2 separate regions of the Sus scrofa genome follow, and region 1 is linked to region 2. The links are chromatin contacts, called in public HiChIP or PLAC-seq maps. All regions are on one chromosome and are shown on one strand. The core of a region is the stretch at or near the end of the contact, and the rest is flanking DNA. Distances in the headings are between cores, read along the strand shown.

What was found. HiChIP or PLAC-seq counts read pairs in DNA pulled down with a chosen protein or histone mark.
Region 1: a contact with region 2 is called in an H3K27ac HiChIP or PLAC-seq map of alveolar macrophages. The contact joins two enhancer-like sites. A contact is called at or near these places in 4 of 47 Hi-C or Micro-C datasets (blood, epiblast stem cells, fetal heart ventricle and 1 more) and 1 of 2 datasets of contacts at active chromatin or transcription factors (alveolar macrophages).

What each region holds. Positions count from the first base shown.
Region 1 is chr1:167,592,972-167,600,032 of Sscrofa11.1, reverse strand. LOC110261987 (a long non-coding RNA gene) reads right to left here. Exons shown (of 2, transcript XR_002346464.1): 1 at 701-7,061. Among named protein-coding and RNA genes, the nearest start is that of TLE3, 260 kb to the left of the region's middle. Within about 2 kb of position 2,217, at least 15 of the 83 cell types and tissues checked have an H3K27ac peak or open chromatin away from gene starts, as enhancers often do. A contact at or near this core is called in alveolar macrophages, where this site is marked.
Region 2 is chr1:167,503,804-167,511,227 of Sscrofa11.1, reverse strand. No RefSeq gene overlaps it. Among named protein-coding and RNA genes, the nearest start is that of RPLP1, 210 kb to the right of the region's middle. Within about 2 kb of position 4,232, at least 8 of the 83 cell types and tissues checked have an H3K27ac peak or open chromatin away from gene starts, as enhancers often do. A contact at or near this core is called in alveolar macrophages, where this site is marked.

The sequences.
Region 1 (7,061 bases), core at 968-3,467, 91 kb before region 2:
GGGAAAACTGAGGGTAGCTCTCATTTAAAGTTGACTTTGTGCCACTCTTGGCACCGACTTCTCACCTGGGCTAATGCAGAGTCTGAGACCACTGTGCAGATGAGCGAGAAGCACTGAGCTCCTCTCTGTCTCCTTCAACCTGGCTCTTATGTCTGCCATTCCAGGGTGGTGGGAAATTCTGCAGCAGTTCTTTTACCTGCCCTCCCCTTGCCCTGGGGTAACCTCAGTTTTCTGCCCAGGCCTGAGGCAGGTCCCATGGTGAGCACCCCCACATTCTGTGTAGGGCGAGCACCTACAGTCTCGGGCTCCCACGCGCTTTCTGCATCTAAGCTATGTGAAGGGCATGGGTCTTTGCTGGGCAGGAGGCCCTTTGCCCAGGGTCCAGCCTCCTTGTGCTGCTCAGGGCTGTACCTTTTGGGTCTAACTTCTGGGACCTGGCAGCCCACCCACTGTAACCCCATCCCTATGCGGGACAATCCTTTTGAGAATCCCTAAAGGCAACCCCTTTTTATTGTCCCTAAAGGAGTACCTGGGTCAGACTGGAAAAACCATGTGAGGACAGGCCCAAATTAACATCACAATATGCAGTGTCCTTAGCCATGCCTTCTCAAACCCTCACAGAAGCCCCTCTAAGTTCAATCTTCTGGTCTCCATTTCCACAGATGAAGAAATTGAAGCTTAAAATTGTCAAATGACTTACCCCTGTTAAAGTCTTAAATGGTTAGTCTCACAGCTTCAGGGCAGAGCAGGGAGCTGAATCCAGGTCTGCCTTAATCGTGCCTCAATTCCTCCTGTTCTACCCTTTAAAAAAGATTGTCTAACACTGAGAACAAACCCCCAGGAGCAGGGTTCCCTTTCCCCGATTTCAGCCAGGGCTGCCTCCTAGGATTTGGACCGGGCCTGCCAAAGCCATTTCCTTTCCCATGTCCCATCCAGCTGCACCACTTCTCTCCTGCCTCTGAGAAAGAAGAGCATTAAAGGCTAAAATTCACTGACTGCACTAAAAAATAGGGTCAGCTGTTGCAGCAGAGTCCAGGGCACGAAGAATGCCCTGGAGGAGGGGTGGGCACAGGTGGGGAAACCCAGCCTTCTCCAAGGTTTCATGAGGCTAGCGGAAGGTGTGGGGGCCTCCCTGCTGCTTTCTGGGAAGTGATTCTTCCCACCTCAAGTCCCTTTTCTTTCTCTTTCCTTGCCCCTGAATAAAGTGAAGACGGACGCTTCATCAGCTAAATAAAGCATCCACGCGATGGGGTGGCGAAGCTGTGTGGGTAGCCGGGGCCTTCCCTAAAATGAATCTCGGTGGAACGTGGGACCACTGTCTAGAGCCAGGAAGGCTGTTGTCACCACTCAGGGGCCCGTGGGAGGATGTTGAGAAAGGTGGGGGAGGGGAAACAGGAAGACTTGGAAATGGCCAGAAACAGACCTTCAAATGAGGAGAGCTGGGCAGGAAGCTGAGAGTACCTCCAGTCACTGGGAAGGGACAGTCAGTAACCACGGGCACCTGGTGAGTTAGCCACATCGAAGCTCTCATCACACAGGTGTATCCTTTTGGTTTACAGAAATCCTAGATCTCTCTGTATCCTGTACTTCTGTGATATGTCATACAGGACACCTGTAATGTCAGGGCAGGGTGAGATTCCTTAAGGAGGTGCAAAAGAGAAAGTGGACAGAGTAGTTAACCAAGAGGGTACCTCAGTGTGGCTAGCCAAACAGATTAAGAAAAACACCAAGACAAAACAAAAAAAACAAGCCACTGATGTCTCATCATTTTCTGTAGAAATCTTAATATTGCTCGACGTTGATAAAATACCTACATCCCACCACCTACCTAGGGGAAGGGCAAGCTGTAGCTCACAGGCCAAAAAATCTGTTTTTGTGTGGCCTTCAAGCTAAGAGTGCATTTTTAGGTTTTAAAATGGCTGGAAAAACTAAAGAATGGTATTTTGTGACATGTGAAAACCATGAAATTCAGTCCCTAAATAAAACTTTATTGGAAACAGGCCTGTTCATTCACAGATGGGCTGCTTTCCTGATAACAACTGCGGAGCTGAGTAGCTGCAAAAGAGACCCTGCAGCCTGGGCCTGCAGCGTGGAAAAGTTACTATCTGGCCCTTTAAGAAAGTATGACCTCTGACTCAGATCTACAATTTCCCTTTTATTATAAGTACGTTATTACACAACCATCCAGCTGTGAAAAAAACTGCAAGCCAGAGACTAGCAAGAGATGAATGTGCAAAATTAGTGGAGGAGCATTTGGACTTGCTTCGAGGCAGCCTCAAAGGGGTGTAAAAAGGCCAAAGTTAAGGTGAATGGCCACTGCCCCCCCATCTGGGCTCTGTTGGTGTGACATTGTCCAACAGTAAGACTGTTACAATTGCTGGTGGGTTTTTTCCCTGCACACCCCCCACCCCCCGCATAAATGGGCCAGTCAGGTGTTGCAAACATGAGGCATCTCCATGGTGTGCGATTGTATTTGGAAGGTTATTTGATTCTATAGACTTTATGCTCCAAGGAGGCTGGGTCCACGCAGCAGCATAGTGTCTGGCACCTAGCCCAGCGTTGGGCCACCTCTGACCTCCATCCTTGTTTGCGCCATGAATGAATGGCTGGCTCTCTGAGACAGGAGATGAGTCACCACCACCCCCGCTTGCCAAGGCATCACCTCTGCCTGCCTGTGACAGGAACCTCTGGCCCACCTTGTCCCCTGAGCCCTCACCCCAGGAAGGAGGGAAGGTGCCAGTTAGCCCTTCATCCTGTGGTGGGGAGCGGGGGTGTGTGCAAGATGTGGGGTGTTCCCTGTGCCTGAGGCACCCCCAGACAGGTAAGGGTGCTGCCATCCTCACAAGTCTCTGACACCAGGAAGAAAGGGAAGCAGACCCTCCAGCATGGAGTACATTTCATGCAGGTGTTAGCTGTACCATTCTGGCTTTCTAGGTAGCTCCCGAAAACAGGCTTCCAAATAGATCCATAAAAGGCCATGTGATTGCAAACAGGTGTCTCCAACACATAATATGGTCTGTTTCTGAGTAGCATTTTCAAAGACTAGGAGAGCAGTCGGTTTGGGGTAGTGAAAAAGATCCGAAAAGCGGTGTAATTGGAGAATTTGTGAGAGGCTGGGAAGGCATCCAGGCTCCAGATGCCAGTTCCTCTGCTGTCTCTGAAACTGCTGTTCTGATTGCAAAGTTGCCTACTCCAGGCGCTGAGAACTAATTGGGCATTCCCTTGGAGGGGGGCTATATGGGCTGCACCTACTGTTTTTTCATTTTGGCAAATGGGAAAGGTTGGGGTGTGTTCTGCCCACTCGTCCAACAGTCACTAATAAGGGAAAGGCTGCACCCCCCTGGGCATCTGTGTACTCTCCACCCTGTGCGGATGAACTTATTTGTTCAGGGAATCATATGGTCCTGGTCACGGTCCTGTGCTGCCGGGGCTGCTGAACTGTAGGGACTTCTGATTGGCCCAGTGTAATGCCACTCTCCTTGCCAGTGACTGCTTTAAGAACAATCATGTAACTCAATTTGGGTTGATGAGACTTGAGGGGCACATCTTTTGAGATTCTAGGAAAGGTTTCCTCAAAAGACATAAGGGTTCTCTTCTAGGGTGTACATGTTTTGGAACTTGATACTGGGCAACATTGAAAGTACTAAATGGTACTGACTGGCATGCCTGAAGATGGTTTCTTCAGTCCAGAAAACAAAAATGGACACCAAGGAGGGGGACTTTGCCTTCCTGGCCTCTTCCAATGCCATGTGAGGATGCTAAACCCAGAGCCTCAGCAGCCATTTTGTAACCATGAGGGCATGGGGCTGGAGCCAAACATCAGTATGCTAAGGATTGTAGAACTGAAAGGTGGAAAGAATGTCTTGAATACACAGGAGCTATGAATTAGCCAATGCTGGGATAGGCCTATCTTGGGAGATGGTAAGATGTTAAATTGCCTGGCTTGTCAAAGCTGTTTGGAGTCAAATTTTGTGTTACTGGTACCCCAGTTACACATGGTGCATATCTGTTGCCTTCAGTCCAAGAGGGCAGGGCTCATCTCTGCTCAGCACCTATTCCTATTGCCCTACAGTCTTGTCTAGCACAGAGACAGATGTTAGTAGTTGAAAAATGGTCATTTTACCTAAATTATACCACTGGGATTTAACAACTCTGAGATCGAACCATGTGATTTCAAAGCAGAGGCAGCTTGAGTCTCAGACTTAGTAACTTGCCTAAAATTGCAGAGGAATAAACTGAGATCTTGGCCACAGTGCACCCTGGTGTTCGTCTGCCCTGTAGCCTTCACATGCCGGGCTACGGACAAAAGGGCCACAGCGTGTGTCTGGAACTTAGCAGTTGGAGGACAGATGTAGCTTTGCAAAAGTAAGGCACAAATGGTCACACAGCTTCCCTTTGTGTGCTCTTGTGGCAGTTACAAGATTTTCTAACACACAGGCCTTCTGGTGGGATTCTCGCACAGCCCTGTAAGGAGGGGACGTTAGGATTGCTCACGTTTTAGCGATGAGGATGATATATGAGCAGGAAATTAATTTTCCTCTGTTGTTAGAATTCAAAGGGTTAATGGAATGAACGTCATCTGTTAGTTGCGAGACTGTATATGGTGTGCAGTACTGCTGGAGCACCAGGAGGGAGGCAATTTCGAAAATGAGCTTATAATAGCAGCAATGATTAGGCCCCACTGTGTGCCAGGCACTGCCTTAAGCACTTGACATGAATCTCATTTAATCTCTTCAGTATTAATACTATTGACTCAGATCTGCTTATGAGACAAGTTGAAGCCCAGAAGGTGTTTCTACCAAAGTCACACAGCCGTGCTCGGAGGGAGCCAGGACTTGAGCTCAGGGGCAGGCTGACCCCAGTCTGACTTGGTCACTAACAAAATCCCCACCTGTCCCTGAGTCTTTGACAAGTAGCTGTGGTCTCTGATATAACCAACCAAATAAGAAATTACTTTTTCCAATGCCTTCAAGGATGGCCCCTGAAGAGATGTGCCCCTATAAACCCTTATCCCTGCCTGTCATTTTCCCATGATGCTCTGCTTCTCATTCTTAAAAGATGATCCTAAGAACTGTCCCGTTCAAAAAGGCAAGTAGGCCCCTGGGAAGAACGCTCTTGTTAACTCTGGAAGTTATCACCTTAGTTTTAATAAATGGTGAAGGTGTGACGTGAAAGAGTTAAACACCCCTCACATGTACACAAGGACACAAGAAGAGATGTCAACCACGGCCTCTGTGTGAGGTGCGGCAAGCGCAGTGGACTTACTTAGGCAGCCTAGGAAATGGCCTACGCGTGAATGAAGGAATCGAGTATACGGAGTAGATTTTCTCTTCCTGTGAAAAGCTGAGAAGGTCCATGAGCCCCACCGACTACCAGAATGCAGAGAAGGGCCCATTTTATACCAGCACCCAGAGGCAACAAATGTCTCACTGGAGGAGAGTCACTCCTCCAGCTTTGGCAGCAGGTTTCAATAGGAGCAAAAATAGGCAAAGCCTCAGAGATGCAGCGGTTCAAGACCCTGCCCTTGATATAGGGACTTTGCACCATTTTAGCATATGAACGCCTCTGCCATTGTCAGGCCAGCCCTGGCGCAGGTATCCAATGCCTGGTACAGTGCAGACAGTCTGACCTGGGGCCAGGGTGAACTTGGAGACGTAGGGGATGGACCCCGTCTCCAGACAATAAAGGGCAATCCAGGGCCGTGCCTGAGCCTTACCTGCCCCAGCTAAGGGGTATACTCCCTGCTCACACAACCCAGGAGGAGAGATTGCTATTAATACAAGATCCCCATGGTAGCAATAGCTTAATATAGTTTTGAGCCATGGTAGCGATAGTTTAATTTTGATCCATATTTATGCTTAAATGCTTAGTTAAACACTCTACTTGGGTGGTTCTATGGCCTGTAATCAGTCCTTGGCCCATAGCTTTAGTTCTCTATAAAATCCTGAGCTTCAAGAGTCATTCCTGGCCTTCTCAACGAGAGGTAATCCAGCCAGGCAGACGCTATAGCAATTCCAGTGGATGGCAGTTGAACTCCAGGGACTAAAGCTTTTCAAACTTCCTGACCTGGTCCTTCAGAAAACACATGCTAAGCAACCAATATAGGGTGGCTTTCCATGCACATCAGTTATAACAGCAATAACCTGGAAACTAGCTGCGCACCCAACAATGGGGGAGTGCTTGGGTAAAGTAGGAAGCCCATTTATGGGACTGGCAGGGAGCTGTTAGGAACTATGCTTACAAGGACCTTGAGAACCCAGGCATGCCTATTACCATGTAGAGTGGGGGGAAGCACTCAAAATGGAATGCACATTTATGGTAATCTATAAAAAATAACGACCCTGTACACTAAAGGGAAGCCAGAGCCTGAGTCATGTCTGTGTGAGGATCCAGATAATTCTAAGCCTGCTTGGTCATCTTGTGAGGAAATTTGCCCAGGGGTGCCCCAGCATGTGCTGGCATATATGAAGGCTGGAGGGAGGCACCCCTGTGTGTGTGTGTGTGTGTGTGAGACGAGCCCCAGAGGGGCGGGACCTGGGGGGCTTAGCATCATACACATTCCGTCATAAACCCTTCTGCAGACTAAGCCCTAAGGAGAGAGGACTGTAACTGGACACCAGGTGCAATTATGTAGAATGTAGAACGGGCTTGTCTTCGCCTCTGGATGGGAACCTGCCTGGCAGCTCACTGCTGGCTGGTTGTAGCATTCGTTCAGCACCAGGAAGTGTCAGAGGTGGTGTGAGCACAGTCACCCCAGGGCAGCACTGGAACACCGCAGACTCTGGTTTGTGAGCACAAGCCAGATGCCCCCATGGGACCCCAAGAAGCATGCAGTGTGCATGCCTGCCTGTGTGACTGTGTGTGATCTGACAAGTTGAGCAGAGCCAGAGAAAGTGACGACTTGGGCTGGGCTGTAGAAACCTGAGTGACCCATACCCCAAACTCCTGGAGAAGAACCTGTCCAAATACTAACAGTGAAAGAGGAGAAAAAAGGACTCAGAAGCCTAGAGGAGAGAGATGACCTTGACAGTTCCCCTTGGAGGGTAATGTATAGGAGTCTG
Region 2 (7,424 bases), core at 2,983-5,482:
TGCATTTTACGACACGGGCTCCTGGCCTCCCCCTGTACCTACTGACCATATCAGCAGTGGGAAGACCTTGGAATCTATATTTTCAAAGTCTCTCTGGTGAGTCTGATAGCAGCCATGTTTGGGATCCATGGCTCCAGCCCTCCCCAGTTCACAGTTGATAACACATCCAGGCCCCCAGGAGAAGCGATGGCCCTAAGATTACCAGATCTAGAAGCCAAGTTTTCTGGCTCAGCCTAGAGCTCTTTCCACTACTCCTCACTCATCCAGAAGCCCAGTGACGAGTAGGGCAGGGAGGGGAATGGTCAGCCAGCAACAGCAAGAGGGCTCGTTAGCTGAAAGGGCTGCATCAGAGAAACATCTAAGGAGCTGCTGGTAGTAGAGGCTTCCTTCCCCTCGTTATCGATGCCTCTTCATCCGGCTCTTTCTGGTACTTCCCCTTGCTCATCCCAACATGATCAATTACTCACAGGAATAAATTATGCACATGGCCTAGAGTCTATTAGGTAATCGGTGGTGCGCCAGATTGGGAGCCAGCCGGCAAGATGGGCTGTCTGGAGTGAAGGCCAGTGGAAGGACTGTGTGCGCCCAGTGGGTGGAACAGCCTCCAAGTGGAAAAGTCCCAACCCTCTAAGCAAGGAAACTCTGGGTCCCCAGAGACAACCTTTTCAGGCCAAACTTGAAAACAACTTGAGGAACCACGGCAGCTCTTCCATGGGCTGCAGTTCCCCAGACCAGCTGCCTCCCAGGTCCTCATAGGAGGCCTGTCTCTGATCCAGCTGGACCCAGAGCCTGCCTCTCAGATCTTGTGTGCCCAGCGATCACCAGGGACCCTGTCAAAATGGAGGTTCTGACTCAGGAGATTGGAGAGCCTGAAAGTCTGCATTTCTGACAGGCGCCCGGTGATACCAATACTGCTGGTCTAGACAAGGGCCTACAGATCGGTGTGGGCAAAGCTGGGTGGTCAGCCAGTTTTGTTTCCTGGTGGGTCCTGTCCCAGGCCAGTCCCTTTGCACATGCTGTGTCTTCTGCCTTTCCCCTCATATTTGCCTAGAAAACTCCTATTCTCCATTCACATTCTGGCTTAGGCAATGTCTGCTCCCTAAAATTGTCACTGACCCCTTCCGGCTCCAAGTAGACATAGGGGCGGTGACACTTTCCCGGGGCCCTGACACACTTTGTTACATCAATACTGACTCTTTCATGAGGGTTTGCTCATCTGTCACTCAAGGGCCTGGGAACTCTGTAAATACTGCTCTGAGTCTCTCTCTCTCTCTCCATCTCCCGGCCTGATAGGGCTCTGCTACCTTCTAGGCACGATAGGGCCTGAGAACTTTTCAGAAATCTCAAAAAGTTTGATACCCAAAAACCAAATGATCGGCTCCAGGACTCGAAGGGAAAATTTGCAATAGAAATTAATAAAATTTTAATGAAATATCTACCAAACAAAATATTACATCAACCTCGTTAATGGTTTCATTGAGTATTCATAAAAATTTCATGATACATGAAAACTATGTGTAGGTTAGATTTTCTCACTTTGCAAGAATTCCTGAGTATCCCGATAATTGCTGAGAAATCAAAGCCAACTGTAAATTGAATGAATTACTTAGGGCCAAATAATTTCAAAACCCAGATTATAAAAATAGTTTTTTAACAGAAAAAATACATACTTAAGATGGAGTATGAGTGAATTTCAGTGTGTTTGATATGGGTGGGGTGGAGCTTCCAAAGCCAAGTGTATCTTAGGAGTCTAACAATCTTGATGTCTGGCCATGGGGCAGTATGCAAGAGACTTCTGAAAGAATGGACGAATAGATGGGAACCTAAAGGGAATCTGAAAAGAACAAAGGTAGGAGGAAAGGGAGAACAGGCAGGGGGAAATATAGAAAATGTAAGCCAAAATTTTAAGACAACAAAGGGAGTCCTTGTTAGCAAGAAATCCACCGAGCCCCAACAGACTGGCCGAGATGGGCGATATTGCCCCCTACTGGCTGGAGGAGTCCTGCATTTTTCACAAACTCTGGCTTCATTTATTGATCTGTCATGTTGCTTCTCCAATTCCAAGAACATCAAAGCCCCTAGGAATTGCCTCAAAGAAAGCAAGCGGTGGTCCCTGAGGATCAAGACTCTGCCTCTCCTCTGGGAAGGGGGCTCGAGGGGAGCTTTATAATGGACTCTGTGTCAGACATCCTGAAATGGATCCAAACCCATCTTGAACCGATTTCTACCTTCCTCCTGAACCAGTTCTTGGTTAATACATTCCATGTGTTTCTTTCTCTGAAGGCGAATAGGCTTTACTTTTATTTCAAAGGGCATCCCTGAAAAGTCTGGGGGGACACGACTTTGTTCTAAGACAAGCAAGATTGGAGGAGTTCTAAGGAAGCAGTCACTAGACAAACAGAAAGATTTATATGCAAGATGTTCACTGCAGAATTATTTATAAGAGTGAAAGATTGGAAACAGCCTAAATGCCCCACAACAGGGGTTGGCTAGATAAATTATGATCTACTCACACAGTAGAAGACGATACGGCCATTACAATTCATTTTTGAAGATGATGCTATAGAAATAGCCAATAGGCGCCAAGTGGTAGTGTCTGCAGTGTCATATGTATGAACTTCTCACCGCAGCCCTATGAGGAAAGTACTATTTGTCTTCCCTCCATCTGATACCTAGGGAAACTGAGGCACAGACAAGCCCAAGTCACCCAGGTAGAGTTGTGAATGGAACTGGCACCTCCAAGAGGCATTGTCACACACTGCAGGATGCTGCCCCTCTCTAACAGAGGTCACTGAGATTCCAAGCCTGAGGAGTAGGGGAGGGAGAGGTAAATTCCCTCCCAGGTCCACAGCACACTGTGATGAAGAAGGGCAGATCTGAGCTGCACCCAGGCGATCTTGAGGTCTTGGCCAGGCTGCCCTCCCAAGGAGTGTTTATAGAGGAGGAAAGAGCCTAAGTGAATTCCCAGAGGTGGCAACACTTTGTGGGAGTTCAGAAAACCCTGGGGAGGTAGGGCTGACCAGCACATCAAATGCATTATACTTGTCTACTGAAAACCAACACATAAACTACAAGGGACCTGGGCTGAGGTCCTGCTGTATATCCCAAAGCAGGGACAGTAATAACTGAAACTATGAACAGCACTGAGTCTAGCCGGACATCATGGCGAAAGCTTTCTCTGGGAGCCCCATCAGATCCTGAGGGCCACAACCTCTCTTTGGGCTAGCTTTAGTCCCATTTCACAGATGAGAAAATTGACACTTGGCAAGCTTAATTAAATTGCCTGGTGGCCAGAGTTGAACCAGGAGGATTTGTGACAGCCTCGCTCCTGGGAGGCGGGCAGCCAGCACAGGGATGGGAGCCCACGTTCAGGCCCCAGCAGCTCATGCAGTTTCCTGCTCCATCAGCTACAGCCAGCCTCCCTTGCTATTCAGGGAAACTGTGCTACATGAAGATGATTTCAGAGCCTCCTGGGTTTACGAGGATCCCCAGGAAGCCCAGCTTCTGGCAACATGTGAGAAGGAAAAGGGGAAAGCATTACAGGTTTGGAAAAACAACCAAATGAATTCTGGTCCCTCAAGCTGGTGCAGTGTGAAGCCAAGGGGAATCTGAAACAAAACCATGCCACGGGCCCCTTCAGAAGCCCTGGGCCCCCTCTCAGCTCCAGGCTGCTGGGGGCCTGAACATGGGCTTCTCCCTGCTTAGTCCCCAGCCCAGGCTGCTAAGCTTCGTCCAGGAGCTGCCATCACCCCTGCATCCCTGGGCTCTGGACCTGCACTTTAGGCCTGCAGCCGAGAGACCCAGCCCTCCACCCCAAAGACCAGTTCCCCCCAGACTAAGTTTACAGATTTCTGTAACAAATGCAAAGTCTTTCCGGGTGTTACCTTCACTGTCTCTGACTCCCTTTCTGAAGAGGTAAATGGAGATCCCTGTGGATTCTGGCTACTGTGCATCTTGAGGGGGGCCTGCCCCAAATGCCCTTTGACCCAATTCCCCCAGGGAAAGGTCTATGGGAACAGACAACCTTTGGGGGTTTGTCTAGTGCCAGCACACCTCCCTTAAGCGCATTTCCCAACACACCCACACGGGAGCCGTGCTGTCCAGGACACCCCCTTTTGCAGCTACCGGGCTGATAGGCACGTGGGGGTCCTGCCCAAGGCCCCAGTCTGCTGCCTGGGCTCAGCCAAGCAGATGCTCTGCTGGGAGATTAGGCTGAGAGTCTCTGCTTGGCTTCTGTGGGACACTGGGCTGTGGGAAGCAGGAGGCGGGGCAGCTGTGAGCTCCCCTAACCAAGGGAGCCTGCCAGAAATGGAGAGAAAAAAAGAGGAAGAAAAGCTGGGGGTCGGGGGTGGAGGACAGGCATGACTTTGTAGTTCCTGATTCTAGTTCCTCAGAGGTGGGGCTGAAATTTTCACCCTTGGGTTTTTGTGAAATTCAGCCATGTCCTTCCCACAGGGTCATCATTTGCTTGAACAAACAGCTGTCCTTTGCAGCCAAGGGGCCCTGGCTAGCCCACCAGGGCTGGAGGAAGCCATCGTCCCCACAGAGGGCTGCTCTGGAGACCCCACCCTGCAGGGGAGCCTTCAGGGCCCCCATGCCCTGTCCTCTGTGGAGCAAGGGAGGGCTGGGGCGGGGGCATGGGGGGAAGGAGGGGGGAGAGGGAGACTGTTCACTCTGTCCCTGGAACCTCAGTGGTGCTCTGGACTTGCCATACAAGGGGCTCCACCTCAGCCACATTGGCATCTAGGGCTTCTGCCACCTGCCTCCCCTTGGCCCACTCACAGTGACCTCACCCGTGGCAGAGCCTGATCCATTCTTTCCCTTGTGTTTCTCGTTCTTAAATACTCTCTGCTGCATACAGGATAAAGTCCAAGCTCCGTGACACAGCGTTCAAGTCCATTGCCTACCTTCCACAGGCTCATCGCCCCCCATTTCTCATGTTGTGTCTTAGTTGGCCTCTACCTCCAGTCCTCTGCCCATTCTGATCCCTCTGCCTGGAATTCCCTTTGCTTCCTTCCTTCCTTGCCTTGCTAACTTTGCCTGGACTTTCAGGAATGCCCCCAGTTCCACACTCATTGCTTCCAGGAACACTGACTTCCCAGGCCAGGCTAAGATGTCTTCCCTTGGGTTCCCTTATCTCCTGGCCCTGCTTAGCCCACTGAAACTCAGACCATGCTGTAACTGGCTGCTTTCTTGTCTTTCAAGAAGAGACACCATGGGCTCTGCAAAGGCTGAGATGATAACTTATGCTCCGGATCTCCCCAGGGCCGTGTTCAAGGTAAATTGGTCTCTATCCCTCCGCCCATGCAAACCAAGGACATGGATTTCCAAGGTAATGCTCAGGTCACCTGTCCCTAGTTTAGACATGATAAAGCTGCGGCTCAGAGGGGTTTGTGGTGACCAAGGTCATGGAGTAGCAAGTACCACGGTATGAATTAGAAGCCAGGACCATCTGCTTTAAGACCTACCTGTGCTTTTCCCACTACACCCCCTACTTAACAGGGCAACTCAGCCTTGGCCCCCAGTGTCACCCTGAGGAGTTCATTTCAACACGTGTGTTCCCTTTGGGGCCATCAATGCTTCTGAGCTCCCAAACTGCCGATCCGCACCCTGGGACCAACACTTGGCTTGGGGCTCCATGGTTCGCAGCTGCGAGTCACAGGTTCCACGCCTCTGGGCACACTCTTCCTTCTGCCTGGTTCCCCCAAGAGGATTCTGTTCCTCATCGGGCTCCTTCCTCAAGATCCGCCTCCACATCCCTCTCGATCTGGAGCTTTCTAGAAGCCTCCCTGTGCTTGTTGCACTGTCGCCGGCCTCGTGCCCACGGAAGCCAGCTGCCTCTTGGTGACAGTCCCTGGCCACCAGGCTAGGCTTCATACCCTCTCCTTTGCTCCTGTCTCTCCCTAGTAGACGGTGATCGCTATGTCATTCAACTCCTTGCCGGCACGTGGCTGATACTAGGCGCATCACAAAAGCATGTTGGAAGGAAGAGGGAGGGAAGGATGCTGTTTGTAAAGCCTTTCACTTTGAGAAAGCCCAAGACTTAACCCCACTTGATTCCCCTACAGCTTTGAACAGAGGGGCTGGGGCCGGAGTAGAAAATCAGCGGGCATTTTCTCATCAAATTCTTTATGCCACAACTCGCTTCTGTTCTTGTGCTACTATTTACAAAGTACTTTTGCACACACTGACTTGCTTAATTTTCGTAAGAATCAAGAAGAGGCCATGTTTTTAAAATGTGCAAAGGAGGATCCTCTAAAATCAGCCTGTAACCCCAACCTTTATCTGCTGGCAACCTTCCCCACAGATGCCAAGACCTGTCCACCCGGGTGCTTTAATCTTGTGCTGCTGTATCTGTTATAGGCATCCTTGTCCTGTCATGGTCCATGCACAGCATGGTCACATGATGCTTCCAGATACAGGGAGTCCTTGGCCAAGAAATGGTCATTTGCTCCTGAGATCAGTGGCCCCAATCAGATAGCTCAGCCACTCTTCTCCTTGTAATTCTGCCCCGAGATTCCCTCCCATCCCCAGCCTTCCACCAGAAAGAAGGTCCCTTGCCTTGTGAATTCTGTGCACCCCAAGGCACAGTGCCAGCCCCTCTCCAATGTCAGCTGGCAGGCACAGCCAGCACCATACACCCTTTGGCCTTCTTCTTAACCAGGCCTCTGCAGTCCTGCTTGGGCTGTCACCCCAGTCCCTCCAGTTTCCATGAGCCTATGCATGCAGCCGAGCTACTCTGATCAATAATATGCAGCCCTGCTCCTGCTCTCTGCTCCAGAAAATACCTGCTAGAGATGACAACAGGGTCCCCAGGAGGACTGGGCTTTGCTGGGGTCAGAGTCAGGGCTGGGGAAGCGTGGCAGACTGGTATGGAGGGTTGAGGCCCAGAGGACAACCAATGCCTCTTGGGGTGCCTTGGAGGACCATTCCCCGTGTCAAGCTTAGCTTTCCCCTGCCCCCCACTGAGCAAAGAAACAGAGATGCCCAAAGCATCCAGCTATGCCCAATCCTAACCCTCTTTCTACATCTTCTCTTGGAACTTCCTGACCTCAGGGTTACCCTTCCCAGATGGCAAGAGTATAACATGACAAGCTCAGAAGTTGTCACCCCGCCAGAGCCTCCAGCCCTCCCAGCATCTCGGAGGCTAATCTTGGGTCAAGTGCCTCTTCTTTCAAGAGAGAAACTAGATCAACTGCCAGCAGAGGGGGAAGGATTGGCCGATTGAGGCCTGGGTTTGAAGCCTAGCTTGGCCACCAAATTGCCGTGCTTCCGTGGGCAAGTGGCCCCATCCTTCTGGGCCACAGATGCCTCCCCTCGTGGGAAGGGTGATGGCTGTGTTGAGCCACCCATTTCCTCTTTTCTTCTAGTCCCCACAATAACCATAAACCACAGTTCTGGGTTGGGAATAAAGCTCAGGGCAC